Regions from separate parts of the Hordeum vulgare genome. Here region 1 is linked to region 2. A link is a contact called in public Hi-C data. All regions are on one chromosome and are shown on one strand. Each heading gives the region's core, a stretch centred on a gene start, on an enhancer-like site or on the middle of the called end of the contact. The rest is flanking DNA. Distances are from core to core; before and after follow the strand shown. Region 1 holds the start of LOC123425416 (MADS-box transcription factor 18-like). Region 2 holds the start of LOC123425415 (UDP-arabinopyranose mutase 3).

Region 1 (4,418 bases), core at 429-2,928, 320 kb before region 2:
AATACACCTTTGATTATGAAACATCAGAAAGAAGATCAATATACTGTTATCTTACTCATAAAATATAAAGATGTCTATATATATTCTATACGCCCAAAATCTCAAACAAAACATTGATCAGTTTCAGGCTTTGCGTAACGATTGTTCTCAGTCTGACAAAACAATCAAACACTACAATCAAAGTTTTCAACCACATAACCTTAATGTTCATATGGATAAAGAATATTGATAAAAAAACCGAAATATCTGTCAAATAAGCTGATGGCCATGCATACCAGTTAGATCTGACAAAGACCATTGCGTAATAGCATAGCTGTCTAATATCTGACGGAGAGATGCAGATGGGACGAGAACGGATATGTGTAGGCTTTGCTCTCATATTAAATTGTTTCTACAGTAACCACAGTTAATTTCATATATCTTGTACAGTACTCCCTCTGTTTCTAAATATAAGTCTTTTTAGAGGTTTGACTAGGGGACTACATACGAAGCAAAATAAGTGAATCTACACTCTAAAGTATATCTATATAGAGCCTCTAAAAAGAGTTATATTTATAAACGGATGGAGTAGTATATATGGAATTAACATGACAGTGAAACATTAGCATCAGCATCATTGAATAGCAAACTTTAGACAATTTAGGAAAACTTATACATCTGATGTACAAGTCCCCCTTGCCGCCATTTCATGAGAATACCTCCACTTAAAGTGAACTTAGTTTTCGGAACAGATAGCATCAGAAAATCACCTTTACTGGCCCTACAAGTGATTAAGGATTACTGGTGTGGCAGTGTACCATTCGCACAATAGATGCTACAGTTTATATAGAGTAATCAATCAAGTACACAAGAGTATGCATAATCATATGGTAGAACCTGTAGACAGTACGCAGTACGTAGGTTAATTACTATATGGGCAATAGAGTAAGGGCCAGAAACTCCGGTGCTATTGGTTAATTGAACAACAATCGATTCCATGATTGAAACAAGGAGAACTAGATTACCCATCCAAGCATAACCCACAAAAAATAGCACGAAATAATAACCTCGCATGCACCGAGCAACATTTCCCGCAGCCAAATTCCCCACCGGAACTATCGAACGAGACAGCCACTTGTGGAATGAAGATGAACACAAAGCAGCCCAAATCAATCATCCGGTTCCCCGAATCCTCAAATAGAGCTCGTGGGAAGGAGCCGAGTGGGTGAGAAAGGAGGGGTAGCTGGGGGCGCGTGATATAACCTGTCCTGGCTGGAGTACTCGTATAGCTTGCCCTTGGTGGAGAAGACGATGAGCGCGACCTCGGCGTCGCAGAGCACGGAGATCTCGTGCGCCTTCTTAAGCAGCCCGCTGCGCCGCTTGGAGAAGGTCACCTGCCGGTTTATCTTGTTCTCGATCCGCCGCAGCTGCACCGGCCCGCGCCCCATCTCCGCCCTGCCTCCACCCCGCCCCCTCCGGCTCTCTCGCTCGGCGGCGCCGGCCCCTCTCTCCCGGCTAACTAGCTAGCTGCTACGGCGATGTGAGGAGGAAGACTGAGAAATGCGGTGTGATGGTGTGTGGAGCTCGCAGGAAATGGGAGGGCGAGGTGGGCGGTTTAGATGGGGGGCGAGGGGTGGTATGGCGAAACCGGACTGGTTTCCCGTGGCGCGCTGTCGAGTTTTGGTTGGCCGAGATGATCTCGAGGAGACGGGGAAGGATCCCGGCCGTTGAATCGGGCGGGGGTCGTTATTGCGACCTTGGTGCTGGTGGGTCCGCGGGCCCGTGGCGCTGGTGCACCACAGGGGTCTGCCTCGCCAACGGCCGGGGATTGGTCGCCGGAGCGAGCGTGGTCGGGTTCGCTGTGCGAAAAGGTTTTTTCCAGGCCTCGTGTGTGGTCCGCTGTTGTCGGGTACAAGGGAGCGAGACGGCAAGCGACATTTGGCATGGACGAGGTGGGTGACCCCGTCCTGCCAGTGGGGTCTGCTCGGTGGAGACTGAAGAAAGTCTACACTGTTCAATCGTGGGTTGTATCATCGTATGGAACTATGGATGATAACCTCTATGAATGCTAAAAGGAAATACATCATACATTCAAAAGAAAAGGGATCCTGCATGACTGTAGTAGTGTTCGGATAAGAATCTCTTTTCACTCCGTTAATGGAGCAGGAATTCATTGTCATTCAGTGTGTTCGATGTTCAGTTATCAGCGTTCCAAATACTTCTTTTGTTTTTATTTACTCCCCATATTAGTTTCGACTGTAGTCATAGTTTGTAGAAAACAATATGAATATTTACAGTAAAAGATTTATATGATGTGAAACTATATGCAATGATGGATCCTATGATATAGATTTGATGGTTTATATTCTACTCTCTCTGTACCTAAATAACTGTAGTTGAAAAGAACTATATATGTATACCTAAATAATTGTATTTGGAAAAAACTACAGAGGGAGTATTTTAGTTTTTACAAACTTGTTAAAAGTATATATAGTGTTTCACTTTAGACAAAGATAATATGGGGAGTAAATAAAAACGGAGAGAGTATATCGATACACTGCAGACCGCTAAATACTCCAGCCCTTGTCATATTAGGAGAAAATCAGTGGGTTCTTTAGTTAATGTCTTCTCGACACATAGAGAAAATGTAGTGAAAATTAACATCTCTACCACGTGAGATGGGCTTCTGAACTCGTTCATGTGTTTTTCCGCAAAAAATAAATAAATAAATCATGTGTTCTATTTTTTCGTATTTCTCAAAAATGAGTTTGAGACACCTAGCTAGCATCTCCATCATTGTGATGCACACAACTATAACGAGGCCAAAGTCATCAACAAGTAGAATACAAAACAAAGGCAACTATGGCGAAACCATTACATGATACGGATATAATACCTATTACTAACTCGACTTCATTCGCTAGAATGCCTTTAAGAAGGACCAATGGCCTCGCCACGTCTCGCTAGAGACGGACAGGACAAGGATTTTCATCCTGACGATGTACTTATGCCCCTTCACCGCACCCCCACCCCTGCTCTGTGTCTCGCTCAAGCCACTCAAGGGGTGAACACACTAGCCTCGCCATAGCCCGCTTCCCCTCCCCCTTCTCTCGTCACCGCCATAGACAACGGTCAGGCAATCCTGGGGCACCCCGAGGAAGATGGCGGCGGGGGCATCCGTTGCCCTACTTCACCCGTGGTGGGCTTCAGATTTGGGGGTGGCAACCTCGCCTCGTGAGGCACCACCGGATTTGTGATGAGCGGTGGTGCGGGCGCTGGTTCCAACGTCCTTGGCCACACAGGTGGCGGCATCTTGGACGATGGGGGTGTGGCGTGCTGGCTACACCCGCGACGGCTGTGCCAGATCGGGCGTCTGATACGTCTCCAATGTATCTACTTTTCGAAACACTTTTGCTCTGGTTTTCGATTCTAATTTGCATGATTTGAATGGAACTAACCCGGATTGACGTTGTTTTCAACAGAACTACGTTGGTGTTATTTTTATGTAGAAATAAAAGTTCCCGGAATTGGACGAAACTTTTTGTGAATTATTTTTGGAATATATAATGAATTATGGAGCGAAGATCACCGAAGGAGGAATGCATGTGGGCCACAAGCCAACAGGGCGCGCCCACCCCCCTCAAAGCGCCCTGAAGGCTTGTGGGGCCCGCGTAGCTCCTACGACCCTAATTCTAGTCCTATAAAGTCACATCTTCAGAGATAAAAACCAGAGAGAATATTCCATTGCGTTTTACGAGATGGAACCGCCGCCACCTCCTATTCTTCCTCGGGAAAGCTGATCTGGAGTCTGTTTGGGGCTCCGAAGAGGGGGATTCGTCGCCGTCATCATCACTAACCCTTCTCCATCAACAATTCCATTATGCTCACCATCGGGAGTGAGTAATTCCTTAGCAGGCTCGCTGGATGGTGATGAGTTTTGGATGGCATTGATCATGTAATTGAGTTAAGTTGATAGGGCTTGATCCCTAGTATCCACTATGTTCTGAGATTGATGTTGCTATGACTTTGTTATGCTTAATGCTTGTCACTAGGGCCCAAGTTCCATGATTTCAAACCTCAACTTATTATGTTCTCTCTGATATTAAAAGAGTTTAAATCATATCTTGCAAGTTGTATGCACCTATTACGAGTCTTCATCCGCATACCCCAAAGTGACAATAATTGGGATTCTTTTTGGCGATTGCCGTAGTATGAAGAGTTCATGTATTCACAATGTGTTAATGCTTTGTTTTGGTTCTCTATTAAAAGGAGGCCTTAATTTCCCAAAGTTTCCAATAGGACCCCGCTCCCACCGGAGGATAAGACATAAGATGTCATGCAAGTTCTTATCGCAAGCATGTCTGACTATATATAGAATACATGCCTACATTATATTGATGAATTGTAGCTAGTTGTGTGTCGATCTAGTGTTTAATTGT
Region 2 (5,005 bases), core at 331-2,830:
TATTTTACATACCTTGTGCCATGGTAGCTGTCAAAATAAATGCATTGTGCCAAGGTATGTTCTATTTTTTATCAAAAATTGGTATGTTCTATAATTAGAGACAAATCCAACCAGAAGAAGGTATGTGGCTCCATTACAGAAATAGGATGGTCACATCTATCGCTCAGTCCAAATATGCTACTGTATCACTTTAGGCTACGGATCGCTCCATGCAAGATGCAATCATTTGTCCCATAGTTAAGAGTACTGATCAGGACCCTCAAACAAAAACAAAAGATGCATCGGCATAACTGACAAAGTAAGGCGCCAGGCGATACTTACAATTTGTACTGTCGCATTGTTATATCAGAAATTATTAATCCTAAAACAATTGTGGGGTAACAATCAACCAACACCACATATCTCATACCCATCCAAGTGCAGGCAATACAGCGCCAAATGCTAGATACTACTCACTCCATCTCATACCCCATCCAACTGTAGTGGATCCGCATTTTTCGAGATTTAAATTTAATTATCATTTTAAACAACGTGGACGAAAACTTTTTGGAATACGAATTCAATAGTATATTTTTTTTGCTTCCATCGCAGTTGCCCACATTGATTAAATTTACGATCAAACTTAAATCTTAAAAAACGCACGTACTACATTATGAAACGAAGGAAGTAATTGTTACCAGTAGAAAATGTCATTTAAACATATTAGACCAAAATTGAACTAACATTATTAGATGCGAGTATAATGCTATACAGTGCCAACTAGACATATCAGTCAGTCATCTGGTGAAAATTTGCATTTACCTACCCAGATCACTTCGTCTAAAAAAAGACTACCCAGATCACAGGGGTGCGTATCACGTGATTTTACACGCGAGTTAACCGGGCAATCATAACTAACGTGAGTAAAGACACGAAATTTACACCGCTACCAAATGCCGCACCCCCATCAAGAAATTAAACAGAGATCTCGCCTTTCTCCTCAATTCCCCCAACCAGATCTGAGCCCCACCCACACCAAAATCCACCTCCCATCCCGTGACAGAACCGCAAAGTGCAGGACAGCACATAATTTCGACCAAATTCCAGTGCGATCCAGCCCAATCGAGCCAAATCACACAACTATACAGAGGAGTAAGATCTCCTGACACCATAATCGAGACGGCGAGAGAGTGAGTAGTACTCACGAAGCAGTCGTCGTCGATGGTGTAGATGTACTTCTTCTTGGAGACCATGTATCCGAAGCAGCGGCAGGCAGAGTCCTTGAAGGAGATGCAGGAGGCCTTGGGGCCGAGGATGCGGTTGACGTCGTTGCGGTTGTAGAGCTCGTAGTCGAAGCCCTCGGGCACCTTGATGACCTTGGTCGGGTCGCCGTCCTGCACGATGATGAGGTGGTAGGGCTGGAAGAAGGGCCGCCACATCTCGAGGAAGTCGAGGTTGCGGATCGTCGGGATGACGATGTCCAGCTCGTCCTTGAGCAGCGGCGTCGACGGGGCGGCGGCCATCGCGGCGAGGCGGGGGAGGCAGGTGACGGACGGGCAGGCGGTGATCGGCCGGGGTGCGGAGAGGTGTAGGAAACGGACAGGGTATATAATGGAGGAGGAGGCCGGGCGGGGGTTTATTGCGGGCCCGGCCGGCTGGGCTGAACAGTGGGCCGGCCGCGGCCGGTGTGGGCTGCTCCTTTTTGCCCTTTTCCCCTTTGCTTGTTGTGGAAGTGAGCAGTACGCGGTGTCGGTGTGGTCCTTGGTGAATTAGTCAGACTTGCCAGAGTGTGCAATCCAGACTCTTAACAAAATGGCATGATGTCAGCTCATATCTATGATTACTTTTTCTTTGCCGAGGAGTCCAATCACATACTTCTCTGGCGCATATTAATTGTGATTTATCCAAACATATTCTAATACTGTCTCCGTTTTTTTAAAGGCTTCATTAAAAGAATACAACAGATGTGTATAGACGTAAAACCCTAAAAATATAGATAGACATAAACATTTTAAAAACTTATATTTAAAAACAAAGAAAGTATTAGATATAACATTCGGTTTAAGTAACAATTAATATGAGATGCGGGAAATAACTATCAAGTTCTAGGAATAAAGAAATAAGTTATTGGCTGGGGTGGGGGGGGTGTCAGTATCTCATCTCATATTATCTCACTTTTTTAGGAAAATGCTATCATGGCTTGCTTTATTCAAATTAAGTAAGAATTTTCATCGACATAATTACAAGATAGATTATTCTTAATGTTAAATTTACCAATCTTGTGAGAAGCTTGATTAGCTTCTCGTAAGCAATGGCGGAACTCGACGTTCCCAATCAAAGCAATTAAGTCCACGCAGTCCGCAGATATGGGACACCTTCACTCCACCAAGTATTGCTTGTGCATTCACTCACAACTTCTAGAGTGTGATTCAGTTGTGATGTGATTCAAACCAAGAGTTTCTGCAGGATGAGGGCGTGCTTCATAGTCATCGCTTCAACTATTGATGCTTCCGATGCAAAGGAGATAAAAGTGCAAGAAGCTACTATAAAATTGCCAAACCCATCTCTGATGATTCCAGCACTAGCTCACATGCCTACATCGATATGAAATGATGCATCAACAATCAACTTTAAATCATCTTTACTTGTTTTTTTCCATCGTACCATCTCTCTAGTAGCATCTTTTTTGTTGGCCTTGACAAATGTGTTACATAGAGCAAGGATAGACATCATCCAATGTGTTGATGGTGGAACAATCTCATTATGTGTGGCACTTCTTCGTATCCACCACAGCTACCAGCATGCAGTTGCTATCACCTCGGTTGTACCCATTCCTTCGAGGTTCTAGAATTGATTGATTGAAGAATAAGATCTTCAAGCATATGCGAATTCGACATGTCTACAACAAAAGCTCCCGAGATTCAGTCCTCCAGTTTTAAACCATTCCAGAGTTATTTAATCGATATACAATCAAAAAGAAGATGCAAAATATCCTCAAAATCCGTGTGGTATATGGGACACACAGGGTCAGTTCCCACATGGCGATGCACTACTACAATGCCACGCCCAAGATGCGACCCTATCCTCAATTTGGCACGAATGCCTCGTCAGGGATAGAAGTGCATCTCGTCGTGTTGCAAGAATGGATATCGTTACAAGTACATGTACTGAAAAGGAGAGATATATATTCAGAGTTGGCTTACACTCGCCACAAGCTACATCAGAGTCACATCAGTACATTACATAATCATCAAGAGTAAGAGCAGGGTCCGACTACGGACGAAAACAAACGAGAAAAATAAGAACGACGTCCATCCTTGCTATCCCAGGCTGCCGGCCTGGAACCCATCCTAGATCGATGAAGAAGAAGAAGAAGAAGCAACTCCAAATGAACAAACAATGCGCTCGCGTCAAGTAATCTTAACCTGTACCTGCAACTGTGTTGTAGTAATCTGTGAGCCACAGGGGACTCAGCAATCTCATTTCCAAAGGTATCAAGACTAGCAAAGCTTAATGGGTGAGGTATGGTTAAGTGGTGAGGTTGCAGCAGCGGCTAAGCATGTATTTGGTGGCTAACTTACGAGTACAAGAAATAAGAGGGGGAAGATCTACGCATAACGAACGTGAACTACTGATGATCAAATGAATGATCCTGAACACCTACCTACGTCAGACATAACCCCACCGTGTCCTCGGTCGGAGAAGGAACTCACGAAAGAGACAGTCACGGTTACGCACACAGTTGGCATGTTTTAATTAAGTTAACTTCAAGTTATCTAGAACCAGTGTTAAACAAAGTTTCCACGTTGCCACATAACCGCGGGCACGGCTTTCCGAAAGATTTAACCCTGCAGGGGTGCTCCAACTAGTCCATCACAAATTACCACAAGCCGCATAGAAATCCTCAATCACGAAGCTCACGATCTCGTCGGATTCCCTAATGGAAAACCTCAACTCTGAGATTACCCAAAGCATCACCGGAATCCCGATGCACAAGATATCTCGTCAAAGGTAAAACTAATCCAGCAAGGCCGCCCGACGTGTCGACGATCCCGATACGAGTCGCGTACCTCGTTCTCAGGACACGACGGATAAGCGACGCGTACAAGTGCCAAACCTCGAGTTTCCTCGCGGTGGCCCCGCACAGTGCTCTGTTTTGGACCAACACTCATGAGGAGCACTGGCCCGGGGGTTGATTAAATTATCCTCGGGGTCCGGAAAGTCCCTATGCAATTTATTAGGTGATTAGGCAAATGTAGTACCAAAGTTGGGCCTTGCTAGACCAGTCTTAATCTAAAACGAATTATTAAGGGGGTCCCCATAACAACCCCGATCGTGTTAGGAGCGCTCGATTATGGAACATAACACCGGTAGCCGGAAACTAAGGGGACAAAGGTGGAACAAAACACCAGGCTAGAAAGGCCGAGCCTTCCACCTTTTACCAAGTATATAGGTGCATTAAATTAAATAGCAATTAAATATGGTGATATAACAAGGAACCCATGTCCTCACATGGAAGTAATGCACCTGCAACTAGCAACACTAACACAGGATTAAGCAAGCAGTAACATAGCCAATCAGTGGTTTTCTAGGTCGAACAGGTTGAAGGTAATCATGGCATTGTTGAGAGGCTGATATTTAACAAGTGGTAGGCAACGAGACATAAACGATAGAAGCGGTAAACTAGCATGGCAATGATAGTAATGGTATCTGGGAAAATGATCATCTTGCCTGAGATCCCGCTTGGAAGAAGAATGCCTCCGTGAAGCAGACGAACTGACGTAGTCGAACGGGTCCTCACAATCCGACACGCGTGCGGAGCTCTATCGAGACGAAGCAAACCCGAAACACAAATCATCACACGGAATTCACCACACGATGCACAACACAAATGATGCATGAGCAGCTGAAAACATGCAAGTCACGGCATGAAAAATCACACAATCAAACACTACGCATTAAGTGAAGTTCAATATGCACGAGTTGCATATTGACGAAACTCCACGTTAATTTATTTAGTTCTATC

The links. Hi-C and Micro-C count contacts between places; a contact is called where the count stands out from the background.
Region 1: a contact with region 2 is called in a Hi-C map of seedling, with 3 times the contacts expected there. The contact joins the promoter of LOC123425416 here to the promoter of LOC123425415 in region 2. A contact is called at or near these places in 1 of 6 Hi-C or Micro-C datasets (seedling) and 1 of 1 datasets of contacts at active chromatin or transcription factors (embryo).

Annotation. Positions count from the first base shown.
Region 1 is chr2H:111,583,959-111,588,376 of MorexV3_pseudomolecules_assembly, reverse strand. It overlaps LOC123425416 (MADS-box transcription factor 18-like), which reads right to left and starts at 1,678. Exons shown (of 8, transcript XM_045109114.1): 1 at 1,243-1,678. The coding sequence starts at 1,427.
Region 2 is chr2H:111,267,491-111,272,495 of MorexV3_pseudomolecules_assembly, reverse strand. It overlaps LOC123425415 (UDP-arabinopyranose mutase 3), which reads right to left and starts at 1,580. Exons shown (of 4, transcript XM_045109111.1): 1 at 1,185-1,580. The coding sequence starts at 1,502.